Linked DNA regions of Ovis aries: region 1 is linked to region 2. Evidence: chromatin contacts called from public Hi-C data. All regions are on one chromosome and are shown on one strand. The core of a region is the stretch at or near the end of the contact, and the rest is flanking DNA. Distances in the headings are between cores, read along the strand shown.

Region 1 (4,271 bases), core at 1,478-3,977, 82 kb before region 2:
TACGTTTTTTTGTTGTTGTTTTTTTGTTTTTTTCTTTATAGCTCTTACTTCTCCAGGCCAGAATGCTGGAGCGGTTAGCTGTTCCCTTCTCCAGAGAATCTTCCCAACCCAGTAATAGAACCAAGGTCTCCTGCATTGCAGGTGGATTCTTTACCAGCTGAGCTACCAGGGAAACTCATGTTTAAATAAATAAAACTTATTTAATCTACTAAGTTTTTTAAATGAAGCAGTTTATTTTATTTTTAACTTGTTATTTTATGTTCAACTATAGGTGAATCGGGGCTTCCCAGGTGGTGCTAGTGGTAAAGAATCCGCCTCCCAGTGCAGGAGATGCAAGAGATGTGGGTTTGATCCCTGGGTCAGGAAGATCCCCTGGAGAAGGGCATGGCAACCCACTCCAGTATTCTTGCCTGGAGAATCCCATGGACAGAGGAGCCTGGCAGGTTACAGTCCATGGGGTCACAGAGAGTCAGACACGACTGAGACTAAGCAACAAACAGGTACTGCAAATGCTCCCCGACCCCTGTCACTCAGGATGCTGGCGCTGGACCCGGGAAAGGGTGGCGCAGCAGTGGCCTCACTGCCTGTAGGGCTTACCCAAGAGCATTCCCAGGGACCTGTGCCAAACTCCTGTCCTCCACGTCCATGCGAGTGCGTATCGAATGCAGCCTGGTGCATGTTTGGCTGCAAGGGAGCAAGGGAAATAGGGTTTCAGCTTTGCAGGCTCTGAGATCAGAAAGGCACCCTGGAAAGAGATGGAACTGGTTGGTAAGTGCCAGTCGACCCACCCAACAAAAACCCAGATAGCGTTTCTTATCCTCTAATGGACTAGGAACCTCAACCACTGGAAAGGGCCAAGCAGCCTTGAGAAACACTATTTATAGTAGGACTGAGCAAGACAAAGATTTTTATTTTTTTGACATTTATTTATTTATTTGGGTGCACTGGGTCTTAGTGGCATCATGCTGGGTCTTCAGTCTTCACTGCAGCATGTGGGATCCACTTCCGTGACCAGGGATCAAGCCCCAGCCCCCTGCATTGGGAGCATGGAGTCTTAGCCACTGGACCACCAGAGATGTCCCAAGATTTTGTTTTAAATTTACTTTCAGATTCTCTTAGGTTTTGGTTAAGCTCTTGAATATTATCTGCCTCCCCAACACTGAATCTGCCTCTTACAGATACTCCTGAAATCACAGCCTGATTGTGTAGGCATCTGAATGTTTTTTTAGGAAAGTTTTCATGTTTAAAATTTTTTAATTTATTTCATTTTTATTTAAAAAATTTTAGTGTGTAATATATCTACTTTTTGATTTGCTTTTTGATTGTGCTAGATCTGTGCTGCTGTGTGGCGGCTCTCTCTGGTTGCGGCAAGCGGAGGCAATGCCCTAGCTGTGGCACACAGGCTTCTCATCGCGTGGCTTCTATACGTGCCCAGCACAGGCTCTAGGAGCGTGGGCTTCAGTAGCGGCAGCATGCGGGCTCAGTAGTTGTGGCACACGAGCTAAGCTGCCAGGCAGCATGTGGGATCTTCCCAGACTAGGGATCAGACTCGTGCCCTGTCCCCTGCACTGGCAGGTGGATCCCTACCACACCATCACGGAAGTCCAGGAAGGTTCTCAAAGGTGCACCAGAACCTAAACACGTTGAGAAGCACTGTGCTGAGGGCAGTGGGGTTCACTTAGGACACCCCTGAGCCTGCGCGGAGGCAGGGACTGTATGGGCTGGTGGCCACTGTGAAGGTAGATACCCGCAAGTGCGTGGTCCTGTGGGAGCCCCCAGGCCCCTCCACCCCAGGGTCCCTTACTTATTGGCCCTTATCAGCTACATGTGGGTGTACATCATGGCCACCTGCAGCATTTGTTCACGTACAGAATTCTGGTCCCCACCCTAACCCAGATCTACTTAGAGAAACCAGTTTGACCAGATAGCCACATTTTTAACACACTTGATGACTGATTTAGATACACACCAAATTTGGGGACCAAGCACAGAGAAGTCTGTGCTTTGTTTCTTCTAGGTCCTGGCTTCCTCTCCTGGTACACCCTGCCCCATTCTGACTGCCATCCAGGTGACTCAGGACAGTCAGGGTACCTGCCAGGGACAGGCGAGCGCTAGTCAGCCACTCAGTGACCCATGGGGCCAGTGCCCAGCGTGTGCACAGGCTCCTTATCTGGAAAAATGAAGGCTATCACTCATAGGAGGCACCAGGGAGGAATGACTCACATCAAGAACCTTGAAATCTGCAGATAAAAGGCAGCACCGATTCCCCACTGGAACTGCAGTCTCACAGACCACTCTCCTAGGTGGGCATGAGGCGCTTGCAGACCATCTGTGTATGAAAACACCTGCCGCTCCACAGTCAAGCCGGCTGTGCCCTTCACCATCAAAGTCACCATCCCCACTGGGTGTTAGTCACTCAGTCATGTCCGACTCTGTGTGACCCCATGGACTGCAGCCCAGCAGGCTCCTCTGTCCGTGGAATTCTCCAGGCAAGAATATTGGAGTGAGTAGCCATGCCCTCCTCCGGGGGATCTTCCCGACCCAGGAACTGAACCCAGGTCACCATCCCTACACCACGCTGCAAGGACACACTGTTGCGTGAGGACCACTGCAGGGCATTTCTTCCTGAGTTTCACTCCAAATGTTTCTGCCTGGGATCAGCCCCAGCTGTGGGACCTGCTGGTTGCATTGACTGCTGTCGTCATGCCCCCGTGGACCTTACACTCTCTTTATTGCACTGAACAGCAGTCAGCACACCAAGGGGTGAAGGGCACCGGATGACGCCCTAGCCAGGCGGCCAGATGTCGCCATGGGGCCAGTGGCTTTTACCCTGCGGCTGCTGAATTTCACGTATATCATATTTATCAGCAGGAACGTTGTCAGTTTTATAAATGGAAACTGAACGACCATAAATCATTCTGTGGGGAGGTAACCGTGGGGGACGAGGGGTAGGTCTGTTTGTCAGCCTGCCAGCCAGGTGTGTTCGTCCAGCAAGCGCACAAATCTGCAGAGTGACGACCCCCACCCTGACCCCTGGCGCAGCTGCTGCCCACCATTCTTTCTGCTGAGAGACACACCCTGGCAGGCGGGGCAGAAGACATTTGCCAGCCTTGAAAGCTTCGTTGGCCTGTTTGTAAGATATTCTTATATTTCCCGGTTCTTTCCACAATGTCAAGGTCACAGGATCAGAGTAGCCAAACATATGTCTCAGAGCCTAAACATATACGCAAGTATTACTTGTTTGGTCTCCGACTTTGGGGTTATCCTGGTGGCTCAGACAGTAAAGAATCCACCAGCAAAGCAGGAGATTCAGGTTTGATCCCTGAGTTGGGAAGATCCCCTGAAGAAGGAAATGGCAATCCACTCCAGTATTCTTGCCTGGAGAGTCCCATGGACAGAGGAGCCTGGCAGGTTACATACAGTCCGTGGGATTGCAAAGAGTCGGACATGACTGAGCAACAAACACTTTCACTTTTACCTTACCTGCCTTCCATGCCCATCATTTCAAGTTGATTTCCTTGAGGTCTAGTCTAACTTCTTCAAGTTTATTTTATTTTCTGGCCTTGCTGTGCAGCATGTGGGATCATAGTTCCCCGACCAGGGATTGAACCCACGCCCTCTGCAGAGGAAGCATGGCGTCTTGACCACTGGACCGCCAGGGAAGTCCCAGGTTGAGACGATACTGCATGACTGATGGATTACACCCACCTCTGAGCATTTATCGTGTATACACAGCACAGGGACCTTCAGGAAGCCCTGGTCTGGTGGACCCTATGATTAGCCCCATTTTCAGATGGGAAACTGAGGATCAAAAAGGTCAAGGAACTTGCCGGGGTTCCCCCAGCCAGTTAGTGGCAGAGCCAGAGTTAGAAATTGTATTCAGTCTGTTTTCAAATTGAGATTGTTACGATAGGATGACAAGGGCTTCAGTAGACGGGGCCAAGGGCAAGGATCCCCGGAAAACATTCCAAAGTCGGGAGCTTCAATCCAACACCACTTTGTTGTGACAGGTTTTTCAAGGGCAGAGAATGTCAGGGAGTAAAAGACAGTCAAGAAAACAGCCTTCTTTCACTCTTCCAAACAAGCTGTGTTTCTTTCTGAGCTATGTAGAGAGCATTTATAAAATTAATAAGCTGTTAGATTTTGAAGGGGCTATATTTTTTGCTACGAATTCCTGGGGGTCTTTGTCCTGTAGTTATTGAAATTTTCTTGGCTTTACGCATGATCAAGTTTTGTAATTAGTTTTCCAATCACGTAAAAGAGTGAATGAA
Region 2 (4,428 bases), core at 1,445-3,944:
GCCGGACTCTCCAGGAGCGGGACTCGCCTTGGGGCCCTCGGGAGCGGCTCTGCCTGGGGGCTGTCTTTTCAGTATCCGGAGAGGACAGGGCAGCGCGACCAGGCCCCAGAGTGCTCTGCAGCTCGAGCCCCGAGGACCTTGGAGATGCCCCGCACCCCCTGGGAACCAAGGAGGGGGCTGGAGTATGGGAGAGATGAGAGGGACTTGTCAGAATTCATTATTGACTGCGAAAGTCACCACCCTCTTTCCGGGCCCTAAAAGAGACAATGGCAGGGATGGGAAGGTGTATATCAAAGCGGACTGGGTCGGGTCCCACCCGGCCCCCCCTCCCCACTCGCCCCTTGACGGATGAGGCTCCGCAGAGGAGTCGGGCTCCGGCCGGCGGGCCGCCCCACATTAACATCACAAGGGCGCCCGGCGCCGACAGCGGCCTTGCCACCTTGGCGCGGGACTTCACAGCGGCCTCTCCTCCGCTGACCCCGCGGCCCAGGCTCCGGTGGCACGCCTCCCTCTCCCCCCGCCCGGGGCCTGCTCAGCGCGCATTCTCCCGGGACGCACCAAGGGTCCCGGCCCGGCACCGCAGGCCGGCGCCCCAGGCAGGCTCAGGATAGCCAAGGGCCTAACTCGGGCGCGCTCTCTGGCCAGGCGAGCGCGCCTCCTCGCGGGGGAAGGGACCCAGCCGACCCTCAGGTCGGCCCCGAGGCCTCCTCCCCGGACCGCCGCAGTTCGCCCGGTGATGGGTCCCGGCTTGTGCGCAGTGACGCAAAATACCGATCCCAGGAGACAGCCCCCAACGGCTGCTCTGATTTATGCGACTGTAATCGGCTACAAAACCCCTGCAAAGTGGCCATAACCTGCATGCGGGCCGGGCTGGGCCTGAAAGGAGGGAAGAGGAAAAAGCGGAAGTGCAGAGGGCTGGGAAAGGCTTCACGGAGGGAAAGCGGAGCCAGCAGGACTCTCCCACCACACCTACTGGAGCTCTTTCCCCACTGGACACACTCAGACGCCGGACGCGGCAGACCCGGAGCCCACGAGCCTGCTCAGTCCCGCCAACCCGGGATCTCTGCAGAAACACCTCTGGGGCAAGCTCGTTAAACGAATATCCGCGCGCGCACACACACACACACGCACACACACGCACACACACACGCACACACACGCACACACACGCGCACACACACACACACACACACACACACCAGACCCTGTGAAGTAAGGTTCCGGAGAAACGACCTCTGGCTGGAGCAGCGGCTGAGCGCGCACTACCCCTGCCTCCCCTTCTCCCTCTGCAGACACGAGGGGACTCCCGGGGAGTCCAGTCCCAGCCCTCCGGCTTTTGATTGAAATGGCCCCTGCGCAGATCAAAGGTCTGAAGACCCGGGTGTTCCCCCCACCCTCGCGCCGCACCTCTTCCCCACTTAGTTCCCAGGACCAACACCTTCTTTCAGCTTCGGCAGCTTCGCCCGGTTTCCCCAGCGCGGCAGCTCCGATCCTTACCTTTGGCCCCAAAGGCTAAACCTGGTTCCTCGGGCGACCGCGCCGCCCTCCCGCCCCCCGCCCCGGCCCAAGCTCTTCCCGAGTGGCCGGGACAGGGAAGGATGGCGTCCCCCTAGAGCCGGCCCTGGGGAGCTGCCCGGCAGCCGCGCACCGAGCGAGGGCGGGCGGCAGCAAGCCGGATGGACGCGATCACTGCGCTGCAGCCGCGCTGCGCCACGTTCGCGGGAGTCTCCCGAGGGTCTGAGGACCCGACCTTACGAAGGAAGGGCGGTGGGAAGGAGGGAGCCTCCCCTTTGCCTTACACTGAACGCGACTCGTGAGACCAGGACCTCCACTCCCTACCCGGCCAGCCCCCACGCAGAGGCCAGAGCAGCAACCCCCGGGGGGGAGGGTCCAGAGCCCCCAGACGCCGTCGCCCCGCCCCGTCCCCCTTGCGCGGAGTCCCCGGACGCGCACGGACCGCGCCTTCCCCCGGCGCCCGCCGGCTCACCTTGGCTGCCCAGCGCAGGCTGCGCGGGCTTCCGCATCCACTCGCACAGGTTCCGCCGCTGTCCGCCCGGCGACAGCTGCTCGGCGGCGGCGGTGGCGACCGGCCCGGGGGGGCCGGGGTTGAGCGTCTGCAGCAAGCCGGAGGCGCAGGAGGGCGCGGCGGCCGGGTGGTGCGCGTGGTGGTGCGGATGATGGTGCGGGTGGTAATCGGCGGGCCCGCTGTAGCCCATGGCGGCGGCCGGGGAGCCCCCGTTGAGGCCGTGCGCTACGGCGTTGGCGGCGGCCGCCGCGCCCCCCGGCGCGTAGCCGTTCCAGTCCTCGCGGAGCGGGGCGCCGTAGGCGGCCGGCCAGGACGGCCCCGGGGACTGCGCGCTGTCCAGGTTGGCGGCGGCGGCGGCCGCGGCCGCCACATGGTATCCGCCATAGTCCGGGTACTGCGGGGGGCTGACGAAGTTCTGCGGGGCCAGGTTAAGGCTGCCGGAGTGGCGCACGGAGCTGGGATACATGCTCACGTCCTTGTCCAGGAGGTAGCTCACGTACATGGTGGCGAGGGCCCGACGGCGAACCTCACCATGCTGCCCAGGGACTGATGCTTGAGGCTGCCGGGGGGCGCCGCGCTGGCGAAGGGGGCGAGGGGGCACCGGAACGGCGGGTGGCTGCTCCCTGGCCCGCGAAGCTCCGCCGGCTCCTCGCGGCGCTTCTGCCTCTGAGGCGGTCCCTGCCTCGGGCCTGCCTCCTCCCTCCCTCCCTCCCTCCCGCTCTCTCTTCCTTCTTTCCTCCCACCTCCTTTCCACCAGGCTGCAGAGGCGGGGAAGACCCGCCACCGGCTGGCGTGCGGAGCCCCAGGCCGGCGGCCTTACGTGATTAACGAGTGTTTACAAGACTCTATTAGTAATGACACAGACACCAATGGCTGGAGACGTCGAGGCGCAGCGCGCACCCGGCGCACAACCCCTAGAAACACGATTTGCATTTTAAAAGATTAGGGAGGGGGGGGAGCTCTCGAGAGGGCTGCGACCCATCACAGCTAAATATTCAAACCTTTATTGTTAAGAGCTTCCTCCTTCCAACCTTGGTGCACTTTAACCTCCAATCACGGGTTCAAAGAATGGAATCTAGAGACTTGCAAAAGGGGGTGGAGGGGTGGGGAGAGCGATCTTGGTGGGAATCGGGGTTCAGGAACTGAGGAGTCGTGTTTTTGCATTTGCAGGGAAGGGAGGGGGTGTCTAGAAGAAGCTCCTTCCATCCCAAAGACAAAAAGGGAAGCCATTGCTTTGATGACAGAGTTTCTGGCCAGCCTGGGAGGTGACGGGTGGAGCCGGGAGAAATAAGCCTGTTCCTTTCCCCTCTGCCCCCCTGGCCAGGCCGACTGTGCCCCCCAAACTGTCACCGCTGATCATTTGTTTTCTTCCCTAGGAAACAGCTGGCCCCCCACACGAGATAAATTAAGACCCTAGTTGCAGGTTGCATCTCTGAGTTCATCTCACATTTGGGACTTAAAGCTATTAATTTTTTTGAAAAAGCATTTACACTCCAAATTCAGAAATCTTGAGTGCAAACCTAGAAGAGAGTGGTAGTAGTCAGGCTGGTGGGAGGGCAGTAATAGAGGGGAGCAGGAGGGTTTGCTAGAGTTCTGCTGTTTCTTGAGGTGGGTCCTGGTGTGTTTGTTGCCTGTGAAAACTAATCAAGTTACACTTATATGTTTATATACTTAAATACATAGTTTAAAATCAAGGAGAAGGGACTCTAGGATTTCTGCTAATGTCTACCTAGGTATGTATATGTCATACAACATACCAATGGCTTAAAACCATTCTCATTTGCAAAGTAAAACATTTCTCCAGAGAAAATAGTTTTTCATCTCCAGGGATTGGGAAGAGCCCCATGAGCCATCACTGATCATTGTTTCTAAAAACCCCTGAGTGGGGAAGGGTCTTGGATTTGGAAGCACTGTGTCGAGGGCTGGAAGTGGGGGCCGTGGGGACCTATATTGTGTGGCCTGGCTCGGGACCCGCCAGGACAAGTTGGAGGACAGGAGCTCAGGGCGACCAGATTCGCTCGGGCAGGTGCCCATCTCGGTTCAGCGACCGCGGGGAGTGGGGCCTGCGGCTGCCAGTCTACCTCTGTCTGCTCCGAGTCCAGACGGCGCTGCCAGACCAGGGTCTGAGGATCGCAGCGGCCCGGGCAGTGGGCTGGGTGGCTTTGAGCGCTCCAGGAACCAGCGGGGCGCATGGCTGTCCTGCAGATCCACCCTTGTCGGTTCTCGCCGCCGAGTGGTCTCTGGTGTTTGTCACTTCCTCGTGTGATCTCTGGAGCTCCTTCCAGTGTCCTTTATCTCCTAGATCTTCACATCTCCCCAGATCGGGAATAGAGCGGGTCTTGTCATCTCCACTTTACAGAGGACAGCCGGCAAGCCGCAGAGTTCCGAGAGGCCAGGCCCCC

Evidence for each region. Hi-C and Micro-C count contacts between places; a contact is called where the count stands out from the background.
Region 1: a contact with region 2 is called in a Hi-C map of mixed tissues, with 4 times the contacts expected there. The contact joins the enhancer-like site here to the promoter of CDX2 in region 2. A contact is called at or near these places in 4 of 16 Hi-C or Micro-C datasets (hypothalamus, liver, mixed tissues and 1 more).

Annotation. Positions count from the first base shown.
Region 1 is chr10:32,444,162-32,448,432 of ARS-UI_Ramb_v3.0, reverse strand. No RefSeq gene overlaps it. Among named protein-coding and RNA genes, the nearest start is that of TRNAC-GCA, 10 kb to the right of the region's middle. Within about 2 kb of position 2,727, at least 7 of the 54 cell types and tissues checked have an H3K27ac peak or open chromatin away from gene starts, as enhancers often do. A contact at or near this core is called in liver, where this site is marked.
Region 2 is chr10:32,362,189-32,366,616 of ARS-UI_Ramb_v3.0, reverse strand. CDX2 (caudal type homeobox 2) reads right to left here and starts at 2,694. Exons shown (of 3, transcript XM_027973894.2): 1 at 1,988-2,694. The coding sequence starts at 2,528.